Linked DNA regions of Zea mays: all the other regions are linked to region 2. A link is a contact called in public Hi-C data. All regions are on one chromosome and are shown on one strand. The core of a region is the stretch at or near the end of the contact, and the rest is flanking DNA. Distances in the headings are between cores, read along the strand shown.

Evidence for each region. Hi-C and Micro-C count contacts between places; a contact is called where the count stands out from the background.
Region 1: a Hi-C map of bundle sheath shows a contact between it and region 2, with 4 times the contacts expected there. The contact joins the enhancer-like site here to the promoter of LOC100191839 in region 2. A contact is called at or near these places in 2 of 25 Hi-C or Micro-C datasets (bundle sheath and tassel).
Region 3: a contact with region 2 is called in a Hi-C map of bundle sheath, with 6 times the contacts expected there. The contact joins the promoter of LOC100275160 here to the promoter of LOC100191839 in region 2. A contact is called at or near these places in 3 of 25 Hi-C or Micro-C datasets (bundle sheath, ear and leaf mesophyll).

What each region holds. Positions count from the first base shown.
Region 1 is chr5:80,007,100-80,011,533 of Zm-B73-REFERENCE-NAM-5.0, forward strand. It overlaps LOC100284665 (glucan endo-1,3-beta-glucosidase 6), which reads left to right. Exons shown (of 2, transcript NM_001157560.2): 2 at 975-2,214. The coding sequence ends at 2,097. Among protein-coding and RNA genes, the nearest start is that of LOC100284665, 4.7 kb to the left of the region's middle. Within about 2 kb of position 2,077, at least 20 of the 20 cell types and tissues checked have an H3K27ac peak or open chromatin away from gene starts, as enhancers often do. A contact at or near this core is called in bundle sheath and tassel, where this site is marked.
Region 2 is chr5:79,343,030-79,347,517 of Zm-B73-REFERENCE-NAM-5.0, forward strand. It overlaps LOC100191839, which reads left to right and starts at 2,946. Exons shown (of 4, transcript NM_001158370.2): 1 at 2,946-3,505. The coding sequence starts at 3,215. It overlaps LOC103626596 (probable methyltransferase-like protein 15), which reads left to right. Exons shown (of 5, transcript NM_001301525.2): 5 at 108-1,120. The coding sequence ends at 508.
Region 3 is chr5:79,861,308-79,865,550 of Zm-B73-REFERENCE-NAM-5.0, forward strand. It overlaps LOC100275160 (Myb family transcription factor PHL6), which reads right to left and starts at 2,450. Exons shown (of 8, transcript NM_001149317.2): 1 at 2,297-2,450; 2 at 1,351-2,219; 3 at 991-1,201; 4 at 812-888; 5 at 671-710; 6 at 477-546; 7 at 304-382; 8 at 1-161. The coding sequence starts at 1,974.

The DNA of each region.
Region 1 (4,434 bases), core at 827-3,326, 660 kb after region 2:
GTAGGCTCTACCGCTGCACCAGGCCCGCCCTTCATCGTGTCACTACTCTATGCCTCATATTTCTTTTCCCACTGGGCCGCGTCATGGAATGCTTGATAGGTGTATGACCTATTCACATGGTACTACTATAGAAGTTGGAAGGTTCAATTTTATCGAAGAAATGTTGAACACCATGTCTAGTTATAGTAGGAAAACCTTTTTTTTTCAAAGAACATAATTGATTTTTCTAATGTCAAGAGTATATATTTGACCATCTGTAACTCAATTTGTGTAACAAATTAGTCCTAGCTAGATATTATTTGTTGCCCTTCTCTATATCTATTTATAAAATAATCTTTGCACGTGCATCCACCATTCGACTACCAAACTGGCAGTGCCTTTTTAAAAATACTTAGACAGCTAAATAGCACATGCCCTGAAAAAATTCTATGCATCTAGCACCAGCTCATTGTATACCATGATGCAAAGCTTTATTTTCTTAATCACTAAGTCAGTAAGCAGAACATGTAACAGACGCAATGGTCACTTTGTTGTTGCTGGCCTCCCGTAGCTTATAGCTTATCGGTTCATTGATACTCTTTTCCATCAGTTATGTTATGTAGAGCAGAGACGTACCAAGCTTTCATATATTCTATTTTGAGCCTCCAAATGCTGATTTAATTTAACACTTTTGTTGCGTGAAGTTCTGCCGTGGTTGTTAAGTACACCCTTGCAGTTTTACGTAAAACTATAGCACTAACACTTCCATTTAATCTGAATCGGGCACCTTTAGTTTTACCTCTAACGTCCGCTGCCTGCTTTATGAGTTGTGGGAACACGTATCAGCATTTCATTTGAACTAGCATGGCATGCCATTTCCATTTGCACATCATGTAGTAAATGAAATATGAATATTCAATATAGTACTTTGCTTCATGTTCTGCATGATGCTGTGGCCTCACCTCTTTATTTGCGCTATTGCGTTGTTATATCAGGTATGTTGCAGTCGGGAATGAGCCTTTCTTGGAGACATACAACGGAAGCTTCCTGCAGTCCACTTTCCCCGCCATCAGGAACATACAAGGCGCGCTCATAAAAGCCGGCCTGGGCAACCAAGTCAAGGTGACATGCCCTCTCAACGCCGATGTCTACTCCTCGACGACCTCCAAGCCTTCCGACGGGGACTTCCGCACGGACATCCACGACCTGATGCTCACCATAGTGAAGTTCCTGAGCGACAACGGCGGTGCCTTCACCGTCAACATCTACCCGTTCATAAGCCTCTACATCGACCCGAACTTCCCCGTGGACTACGCCTTCTTCGAGGGGGCCTCGTCGCCGATTGTGGACGGCTCCTTCACCTACAGCAACATGTTCGACGCGAACCACGACACGCTGATATGGGCGCTGAAGAAGAACGGGTTCGGGAACCTGCCCGTGATCGTCGGCGAGATCGGGTGGCCGACGGACGGCGACCGGAACGCCAACGCCCAGATGGCGCAGCGCTTCAACCAGGGCTTCATGACCCACATCGCCTCCGGGCGGGGCACGCCGATGCGGCCCGGACCCGTCGACGCCTACCTGTTCAGCCTGATCGACGAGGACGACAAGAGCATCCAGCCAGGGAACTTCGAGCGGCACTGGGGCATCTTCACCTACGACGGCCTGCCCAAGTACCAGCTGAACCTGGGGACGTCGAACGCGGGCGGCGGTCTCGTGAGAGCCAAGGGCGTGAAGTACCTCGAGAGGAAGTGGTGCGTGCTGAAGCCTTCTGTGAACCTCAACGACCCGAAGCTCGCCGACAACGTGGGATACGCGTGCTCCATGGCGGACTGCACCAGCCTTGGCTACAAGACGTCGTGCGGGATGCTGGACATCCGCGGCAACGTCTCGTACGCGTTCAACAACTACTTCCAGAAGAACGACCAGGACGACGTGGCCTGCGGGTTCCAGGGCCTCGCGACGACCACGGGCCAGGACCCCAGCACCGGGACCTGCAGGTTCGGGGTCATGATCGAGGTCGACTCCGCCTTCTCGTGGAGGCTGCAGGGGCTTGGGAGCAACCTCCTCCTGTTCCTCCTGCTTGGGGTTCTCCAGCTATCCCTGTCCTTCTCTTAGACGCAGAGGTTCTGCGAGGGATGGGTGGGGTGGCAGTGAGCGCATAAACAGTCTGACAACAGCTTGAGGATATTAGATGTGTGTTGTCAGTGCCATTCATTTAGAAACTCTTTCCTCTATGACCCCTCCGCCCCTCTTTTCCTTTTCTTCTCTTTGGCGAGGAAACCGCAGACCGCGGTTTCAGGCGTTCTTGATTGATTGTTGCTGTTAGCTTTGATCCGTCAGTTCCGTTGCGGCGACAGCGACGAATGATGCATTGAGATTGAGCCGTCCACTGGGCCTCTGCAACTTGGGCGAGCTCTGCTCAGGTTTCTCAGCAAATATCTGGGCCTCTAGGGATGCTGCGCCTTGACTGACCAGGAACAGGGGGGCACCTAGATCTCATCTCATGGTGTAGAAACAGACAGCCCTTTGCTGAATCATTCATTAGCAACGAAAAAAACGCGGGGCCACGAGCATGAGCATCTCGCACGTCGATAAGTCAAACCGCTTGCGCATGGGCTGCCTGGTTGGTGGGTTGCTGTCGTTTCGGAATCTGAACTGATTAGGAGTAGCCGAGTAGGAGACAAGTCACACCCGTGTGGCCGTGCGTCCGTCCCCGTCGTTTTCGACGACGACGGCGGCTTCTCCTGGCTCGTCGCGTTCGTGCTGTCCCCCGACGGTGACGCGCCGAGTTCTTGCTCGGTTCAGACCAGCTGCGCAGCGGACGCGTCAAGCTCGATCCAAAATTGCGCAGAGGCGTCACGCCGATTCAGGAGCAAAGCGCACGAACACGAAGGTCAGCTCGGACCTGTGTACTACGTCTGGAACCGCACCACACGGTTGCTCGGCAAGTACATGTACATGCAGCGCTGATGAGGAGCACACGGAGGAGGAAGTGGCTCCGGCGCAACGCGCGGCCAACAGCGGAGAGCACACGGGTACAAATACACCCTTAAAAAAATTCAAATCTATAAATTTAATTAAAATTTCATCCTATAAGGATCTCTTTAGAAATAAATCTTTAAGCATGTACAAAATAAATGTGCCGCTTAAAATTTGCTGGAGCTCTATCACTCCTCAGACTGTCAGCAATGGCATGTGGTACAAGTGTACAACTCCCCCCTCAGACTGACTGCAGCGCTCCCCCCTTCCCCTCCCCTCCCCTAACTGTACACGAAATAGGGGATACTGTTCACCCCTTGAGGCCGCAGCGCTCGCCGCTACCCGCCCCCCTCCGCCGCGACACTCTTCTCTCTCACGCCAGATGCAGGGCGTCACTGTGCACTCCCCTTTGCCTGCTTCACGCGGAAGACTCCGCCCGCGCCACCGACCGGAACCTTCGCGCTCGTCTTCCCTCCCGTTCGAGGCGTCTGCGATTCGGCGATTTCCGGCGAGGCGGCGGCGATTCCTCCGCGGGAAGGTTGCGCCCGCGCCGGTCCCCGTCGGATCTTTGGAAGACGAAGTGGAGGTGCTGAGCAACCAGCTCCGGTCGCGACCGAAGACGAAGCGGCCGCAAATCCGACTCCGTCGAGGTTCGTCGCGAGCGCTTGCTTCGTTTGCCGCTCCGACCATCGACGCCTTCCTCGGATCCGAAAATCTTCGCTTCGATTCCTCTTCTGTGCGCCCAAATCTTCGGATCTTCAGGTACGCCCTTCGACTCCTATTGTTTCTGTTCTTCTTGCGCACATCTTTGATGAAGTAATTACTACACCAATCGACTAATCCTTTCAACCGTAATTGATTTCATCCGACAACACCCGATTATTCCCCAGTTCAAAACACTCCACGGATCTGGTGTGCCTTTTAGGGTTACACATTTCTACCGTACTAACCCGCTGAATATCCTCCATATTAACTTCAAGGAATGGTAGTGCAAAGTATTACGGCCTAATGGCCTGCAGATTGCATTAATTTGTAATCCCTACACTACGGATTTACTTCGCTAGTGCCTAAAAGTATCAAGTCTTCTGCGAATTAATTTTTGATCCCCACTGAGCACAACAACAGCTCATTTTACTAAAGTACCAGAAAAATTCATCGTAAGGTCAGGCAAAATGTGTTACCTTACCCAACCAAGGGTAATGTTTATTGTTTATTAAACTTCTTAAAACTGTCATGAACATATCAGAGGGTCCATTACTTCCTTAGTTAGTATGAATGATGTTCATTATAATTGTTAGGTGTATGTCGTCCCTTATTGTATTCCTCTACTTCATCCCAAATTTTTTGGCACCCTTGTATACGACTAGAGGATACATAAATATTGTGGACCTTGATATAGTTGGTTTGTATATTGTTATAACAACTACTTTATGTTTTGTTGTAGTAATGTGTACAACCCTCACCTTTTTCACA
Region 2 (4,488 bases), core at 1,696-4,195:
TTGGGACAAAGGGTATGTATGTAGCAAATAGCATATTGTAGACCATATTTCCAAAGAAGCAAAACGAAGATAATTTTGCAAGACATTTGATAGTTGATTAACTTCAGGGCGGCAGGGCTGGATCAAGACTTCAACAAGAGTGTTTCAGGCCCTCAGGATTGCAGTCAATGATGAGCTCCGGGTTCTAGAAGATTCACTCCATTCATGCTTTGACTGTCTGGCGACAGGTGGTCGGCTTGCTGTAATCTCATTCCACAGTCTGGAGGATAGAATTGTGAAGAAAACTTTCTTGGAGCTCATCCATGGGGGTGAAGCAAATGAAGAAGACGACAAAGACGACCAGGCACTCACTGATATCGAAGACGGAGATGAACCATGGTCTGGCCAGAGAGTGCAAGGAAGGAATGGAACCGTCCTCACAAAAAGACCAATAACCCCCTCGCAAGAGGAGGAAAAACTAAACCAGAGGTGCAGAAGCGCAAAGCTTAGAGTCATTCAGAAGACCTGAATAATTTCGGATAAATTTTGAAGGATTCCTGGGCACATCGGCGTGTAGTTGTTTATAGCCAGAGAAATGTGAATGGGATTCTCACTTGCGTGCACAGCCAGCTGCAGTCTGGATCACCAGAAATTTTACATCAGCCGGATGTGGTGGTGCTATTTATCCTCGACAAGAAATCTAGAGGCTTAGGTTAGTCGAAAAAAAACTCACTGTATCTGCATCAGTTTCTGAACTTCGTTCATGTATATCGCCTCATGAACTCTGTAAACCTTTCACTTGCAAGACACGATAATCAGTTTAGGCCCTGTTTGGGAACAAAGTTTTTGAAAACTACAGTTTTTGAAATACTATACTATACTTTAGTTATGACAATACCGTAGTTTATAATACCGCAGTTTTGAAAACTGAGGTCCAGAGCTAAGTTTAGAATGCCTTAAAACAACTATAGTATTTGCAATACTTCAGTTTTGAAAACAGAGATTTTACCCAGCTTGCCAAACACCATTATGTATATAATACTGCAGTATTTGAGAATACTGCAGTATTCTTCCAAAACTGCAGAAAAACTTTGTTCCCAAACACCCCCTTAGGGTTTTCGAGCCCTCCTTCACTCCTGGTACATCATCCATCTAGCTGTACCTGTCCAATGAGCTACTGATCTGATCATCCATCTAGCTGTACCCTTCTGCTGCTGTGTATTGTAATGTAAGGCCATCAACATGTATACCGCCGCAACAGCTGGGCAGTGGGACCCGGCGGGAAGTACAGGTACAGGGTGATGTTCTGTTTGGTAGAATGTTATAGCCTTTGCGCATCATTCGGAAATTTGAAATATGTCGGTGCTTTTTTTTTTTTGCAATATTCGTCCTCTAATTAAAATATGTGATCCTGGTTGTGACAATGTTTCCTACAGTAGACTAATCATGTCTGTTGTGACAAATGTTTCCAGTGGTAGACTAATCGTGTTAGCTGAAATTCATTTTCCAGTGGCGCAAGATGCAGAGAGCTTGAAGAGAAACAGTTCATTGTGTTTCTAATTTTTTTCTAATTTTTTCTGATTTTCTTGAAGTATTTTCTCTCTCTCAAAAAGATTGTTTTGCCCTTGGCTTTCAAATAGTGGCAGCACTCGATTGTTACGACGTACCCAATAGTATTCATATAACCAAACCAAACCCAAGGGTGTTTATCTGACCCCGAAATATATTGTTCGCTTCTGCGACTTGCTGTAGTTTTAATTTGACTGCGGCTTATATAGTATTTTGTTTCTATATATTGTACCTGCAGCAATTCGAACAGCTGTAGTAGCTGTGGCAGGGCAGTCCATGTAAGTGTCATGTAGTATTCAATTGTCACCAGCATTTGTTGTTACCTAGTAGGCCTTAGGCTTGTTTTTTTTGCTTTTCTAGGCTATGTGGATTAGGGGGTGTTTGGTTCTGTGGACTAAAGTTTAGCCCGGGTCACATCAAGCGTTTGACTTTCAAATAGGAGTATGAAATATAGACCCAACCAACTGTACTAGATTCGTCTCACTTTTTAATCTTCGGCTGAGAAATTAGTTTTATAATCCGACTACATCTAATACCCCCAACGAAGGTTCAAATATTCGATGTGATAATGGCTAAATTTTAGCAGGGGCAAACCAAACACCCCCTTAGAAGAGATTAGAAAAAATATTATAAAAATATTTTAACTTATTTAAGATTTAAACTCTTTCAATCCCACTAAACCACATGAATTAAGAGCAGAGGCCCTTACAATTTTTTTATTTATTTTTTGTTTCGTATGAAACGAGGGTATCTACTACGACCAGGTGGCTCGGGTAAAAAACGACAGACTGTTGCCTGCTGCCTGCTGGGGCCGCTGCGGGCCTGCCGCTGCACTCGGTGACAAATTGGGAAAAAAATTTGCTGCAGCCGGGCTGCAAACCAGGATGTTTGCAGTCCCTCATAGAAAAGAAGATAGGGCCCACCTGCAGGTTAATAAGACAACTAAAACGTTACCTGGTGGACCTGCAGGTGGGCTCTATCTTCCTTTTTGTGAGGGGCTGCAAACATCATCGTTTGCAGCCGGGCTGCAACAAATTTTTTCCGAATTGGGAAAAAAATTTGCTGCAGCCGGGCTGCAAACCAGGATGTTTGCAGTCCCTCATAGAAAAGAAGATAGGGCCCACCTGCAGGTTAATAAGACAACTAAAACGTTACCTGGTGGACCTGCAGGTGGGCTCTATCTTCCTTTTTGTGAGGGGCTGCAAACATCATCGTTTGCAGCCGGGCTGCAACAAATTTTTTCCGACAAATTGACTGACCGACCGCTGCTGCCGCGCAACGTTGACCGGTCAAACGGGCCCCCATCCCTTCCCGCTCGGCCGCTCCTATCCATCTCTTTCTCTGTATCTATCTGGTACCAGGCACCAGCCAGCCATTGACCCACTCACCCACCCACCCGCGCGCCGTCGGCGTCGCCATCACCGTCGCACCGCGCGCTGCTCCCAGCCTCCCTTTCCCTTCCCTGGCTGCTTGGCTGGGTTAGTTGATTGACTCCCAGTAAAACGGGCAGCACTGCACGGCACGACAGAACCCACTCGGCCACTCCCGCCTCTCTCTACTATACCCAGCTACTCGCACGCAGATCCACCCACCCACCCATCGTTCCTTCCGTTCCGTCCGTCCACTTGCCGTTGCCGACCACAACCCGCTCCCGGAGGACGGCGGGATGAGGGGGCAAGCCAACGGAGTGGAGGACCGCCGGCAGCGGGGCGACGACCACGAGGCGGACAACGACGGCGAGGAGGCGGAGGAAGAGGAGGGCGACGACGAGGGCCGCCACCGGGGCCAGGGCCCGCCGCAGCAGCGGCGGCACCAGGCCCAGAGGCCGTACTCCGGCCCGCAGCAGCAGCAGCAGCCGCGCCCGCCGCCGCCGCTCGCCAGGAACGTCGGCTACGTCGGCAAGCATCGCCTCTCCGCCGCCATCGCCCGCCTCGACCAGGAGCTCCAGTCCCTCCAGGTTACTACTGCGCTCAGCTTGCTCCCCTCCCCTCCCCGCCCTCCTCTCCCTCGCACCTTTGCTCGATCAACGGCAACCGCGGTCGACTCCTTCCTAGCTCGTCCGTAGTAGAGTCAACCTGCTGCTGCCACAGCCAGGCGCGATCCAGATCTTGCCTGCCGCGTATCAAGCTGCGCGATTCTAAGCATCGAATCCGGTGCCCCGTTCGTGCCGTGTCCCGCGCATCGTATATTGCTGCTCGATTTGTTATGCGTTTTTTTTTGTGCCTCTATGCAAGCAAGCAGAAGGAGGGGAATACCTTGCTGGCTTGCTGTCTAGTGCTGCAGTGGGAAACTGTAAATGGAGGACGACCCAGGTAGCGGTGGAGGCAAAACACTTTATTCACCTATATATATCTTTACTGTATGAAGTGCAGGAAGCCGATTGTGAAGCTACCACAAAAAAAAAAGTCAGCAAGATATGCATTAGAAAATGCTTGATATGCATGTGCGATGATACAAGATCAGCAAGCGGAAATGCTTAGAAAAAAAACTGTTCTTATCGATCCTCACTGCACCAGAGTAACTCGATTGGAAAGGAAACATTTGAAAGAAATTGCCAGTACTCGCCATTTGCACCTATCTGCTGTCACTCTGTCTACAGAAACACAGGGCCTTTTCTTCTGGATGTGGAGGGCCATCTGGAACTTGTTAGCGAGGCTTCGTCTTGTAGGGTGGTGGTTTTGATTTCCCATCATGTTCTTTGATCAGTCTGGCGTCTAGAGATATGCGGTGGTTAGATACTTTTGAATATCTGCTGTTTCTTTGCACAAGATGAGCAGAACACTAATCTAAAAAAACATTACTCTAATCAACTGATCGTTTGAGTTTAAAAGGAATATTAATGATCAATACTTGGTGCTGACTATTTGCGTTACTTGTTTAGAGATTTTTAGAGGACACGGGACATCCGAATTTATCATGTGCCAGTTTTTTTTAAAAAAA
Region 3 (4,243 bases), core at 1,200-3,699, 520 kb after region 2:
TCCGCTTGTGTCTCAGGTTTCTCTTCCTTTGTAGATTCAGAAAGCTCTGTTTCTATTGAACTTGTCGTAGCTGATAAGGAATTCCTTGCCTTCTGCTGTTCTAATATCTTGTGCAGATACTTTGCATGTTCTTCTATGCGCACTTGTAGCTGCCTTTGCACCTGACGACGGAGAATAAACTTAGCGCCATTGCTAGCCATGCAAATCCGAAATTTATACAGACTTTAAAGATGATTATACAGTGTCAGATCAAATTCATCCACCGTTTTTTTTTACTAAAAAATCACTGAGCTAGGTGTTTACCTCTAATTGTTCATGAAGTTGTTTCTGAACCTCCATTTGCATCCGAAGAGCTTCTGCTACTTGTAAGCTTCTGAGAATCCTTAAAAAAAGAGATGTGGATTTAAATTGTTCTGAGTTTGTTCATTCACACAAAAAAGAGATGTTTGTACTAGGGGTAGGGGTGGGATGCTTACTTCTTTCTGCCAGCGTTGCTTCCAGGCATCTCTGATTTGGATATCTTGTCTTCTGAAGAGGACTTCATGTCTTCATCGAGCATGCAAAAGAACCAACAAGCAAGTTCATCAGGGCGAATTTCCAACACAAAGCGATGGCCAGCACTTAATTAAAGATAGGCATGAATTGCAACTTTAAGCTTCTGAAAATGTACCTTCTTTTGTCTCCGGAAGATACTTGGCAAAACGATACTTCTGCATTCCAGGACAAAATGGACGACAGTCCATCAGAATTCAGAAACGATGGCTGTTTTATACTATACAGGAGGAAAGTGAAGAAACTCCACCCAAAATACCTGCAAATGGCTCTTCACATGATAGATGGTCAAGCCTTCTACCTTCATAAGCCTCAACACGCCCTTAGGAGTTGCCTCTGCAAGATTTGGTTTTGTACCACCCATACATTAACAGTTTGCTTGGACACCAAAACTGTGTGGATCTATTTAAATCGGAGTACAAAGAAGGATCACCCTACTTTCTGGCCCTCCAAGCTTGTTGACAGCCTTCACGAAAAGCTCATGGAGCTCCAGAGTCCACCTCAGTCTTGGCTTGTTATTACATGATGCAGCTCGAGATGAACTCGGCTGAGCTTTAACAGGAGACCCTGCCCTCTGGAGACCTTCTTCTTGGTCGGAGCAAGACAGTACCGGACAAGAAGAGGTTTGCGGCGGCCTGTCGTATATGTCCTGACCAAGAACAGGTTGCAGGGGAGGGGCGGGTTAGTTTCACGGGCTCACAGCACAATTTACTCGTCATAACAAAGTGAAAAAAAAAGGGAGGCCTTTGGGAGTGTTTAACATGGCGGCAGCTCATGGAATGGAACTATAGGGCTCACATCTAGTCGAGGGCTCTCGTCGTGGTCGGTGATGGCGATCCCGAGCTGTTCAGACAAGAACTGAAACTCCACCTGCTCTCCGAATCTGAAAGCGACGCCGCTGCTCTCTCCATGGAAACCGCCTCTCCATGAAGCTTCTCCAGAGAGGTTCAGGAAGTCCTTGAGCTCAGCCGGATGTTCAGCTTCAGCCTCGTCTTGACCACCGTTGCCGAGGTCAGTACAGACGAGCAGTGATGGAGAGCTGGATGACTGCTGCTGCTGCTGCTGCTCACGTTTAGGAGGATGGGGCAGGAACGGCAGAGCGCCTGCCCGCCGGCACGACTTGGAGGAATCCGCCGCCGCCGACGACGACGACGACGACGAGTACATGCTCGTGCAGAACGTGGAAGCGTTGGATGGCGAGATCCGGTCCGGTAATTCAACTTGAGACGCGCACGCGCCACGGTGATCGTATCGAGCACTGAGCAGCTGGTGAGCATGAGGCTGAGCAGCGCACGTGTGAGCGGGTCTGGCACTGGCAGGGCCGGTGAGCTGCTCCACGGCGACCATGCTCTGTCTGCTCATGACGCCTCCATGCTGTCGGTCTCTGTGTCCATTCACCGCAATAGATTCCAAAAAGTTCATTGCGGAGCCTCTGGGCCTGAAGAGTCAAGACTCTGGAAAAAATATATATATATCATAGCTGCTTCACGTCACATGGATTGGAGGAGACACAGAGGCAGCAGGAATCGGAAGGAAAGGAATGCAGAGCCCACGCAAGGTTCATGGTGGTTCGGTTCCCAAGCAGACCACTGAAACAGCACAAGCACAAATGGTGGAGGAAGAAGAAGACCAGGAACGAGAACGAGAGTCTGGGACTGCAGCTAACTCTGAGGAGGAGAAACCAAACAACCATTCATGGAAGGAAAGAAAAAAATGATGCTGCGGTAAGATCCAAACCACTTACCTGAAAATGAAGAACTCGGGATGAGGAGAGGTCAGACCCACACGCTAGCAGCTACTTCCCCGGGGAAGTAGAGATGCAGAGGATCTCGTCGCGACGAGGAGAGAGATTCAGAAGCAATGAGTTGCCTATCCTCGGACTCCCCCGCTCCTATTCCTATCCGTTCCCGTCTCTCTCTCTCTGGCTTTTATAATAACTAGTCTACTCTTGTGGGCTTGTGGCAAATGATTGGCGTGGTGGTAGCCTGCAAAGCGCACCTGCACCGCTGGTTGACGTCGTCTGCCTCTCTGCTAGTAATAAACTGCGGCTGCTTTCATTTGCTTATGCTGCTAAGCATTTCGTCCCCGCTTGCTTCTAGTTTTGGGAACACACGTAGTATGCATAGGCACACGTTGCTTAGCTCAGGGCCAGGGATCAGCGTACGCGCGCGTGCATGTACGTACAAGCAGCCACTAGGTATGCGTTGGCGTAGCGTCAATCACGATGAGTATCGGCGGCCATCAACGGCGGTGTTCTTTACCGCAGCACGGACGGTCTACGGCTTAGGACTGGACGGTCCGTAACTTGGCACAGAGCATAAGGTTTTTGCTCGACGAACCGAACAGTCTGCGCGTGCGCAAAAGACGACGGAATTCGCCAACAGTATCTGGATCTCGCTCAAGAAGAGACCCTGTCAGAAGGAGAACTGAGTATTAAATTGAAGAGAGGTGAAGATTAAATTGAAGAGAATTGTGTTAATGTCCTGGATCATGCCGAAGAGAGGTAAAGATTAGAGAGAGAAATCTATGTTACTGTCTGTTCCTAGGGCAAAAGATAAAGAACTGAGAATAAATTGATTGTTGATTCGATTGTTGGTTATTCAATCGGCCGTACTCATTCAAATATACAATGGGAAGGTCTAGACCCGTTCCTATGTGTTCTCCAATAGCTCCCGCGAGATTAGAGAAATAAACACGCAAGGAGATAGGAGTTTATTCGTCTGATCTGATCTATTCGTGGACCGTCCGGTCCTCAGAGTCAGACCGTCCGACCGTGTCCAGTGCCACAAATAGTGCTCAACAGAACACTTTTCTTTTTTTAAGGCAACTAACCGAAATTGCTTTGCCTGTACAAACTCTCCACTAAACAAGTAAGCACTTCCTTTGAAAACTGTCACCAGTATACTTATGCACCCACGTCAAAATCAAAATCTGAAGAAACAGGTGTCTGCCCCTCATGAGATCCCCAGCCAAGTGAACATGCTCACTTGCTGCATAATCAGGTGACTCGTTCCTACCCCAATCATGTTTGCCCACTCAACAGAGAAGAAGAAAAAAAGTAGGATGGTGAGTTGGGGTAACGGACTTTAGGTTTTATGCTATAAAATTTAAGAATCAAATAAATTAGGATCAGACTCTATTTCTATTATTTTTTAACTAAAATTTATTAAGTGTCCTAATTTATTGTGAAGAAACATGTGTATCGTGATCTATTATCATTCCTAGTTAGGCCATAGCATAGTCCAAAAATGTCACGGAAGAGCTGCCTTGAATCGATGTGGAAAAATTGCTAGGATTTGGAAGATTGGTTTATGCGAATATAGCATTGTGATATCTCTGTCACTCTGTGGTGCAAGGGTGAAAAGCTGTGAGAAGAAAAAAAATATATGGAGGGGGTGAAATGATGGTTTGATTGGCTTTGACGGAGACTGCTTGACGGTGAGAGAAGTGGTGATTGCAAGGTTTGTGGCCGAGGTGAACCATGAGATGAGAAGAGGTCAGGACAGACCCAAGGTATGCCAGATTTATCCAGAATTCTAGATCAAGATTCGACCTATATCCATAGCATTCACGTTTAAATATATCAAGGGCATGTTTAGTTCTCGACTAACTGTACTAGGCTTAGAGGTGAGGTGTTTAGTTCTCGACTAACTAACTGTCTAGAGGTGAGGTAATGGGCTCTAATTTTATA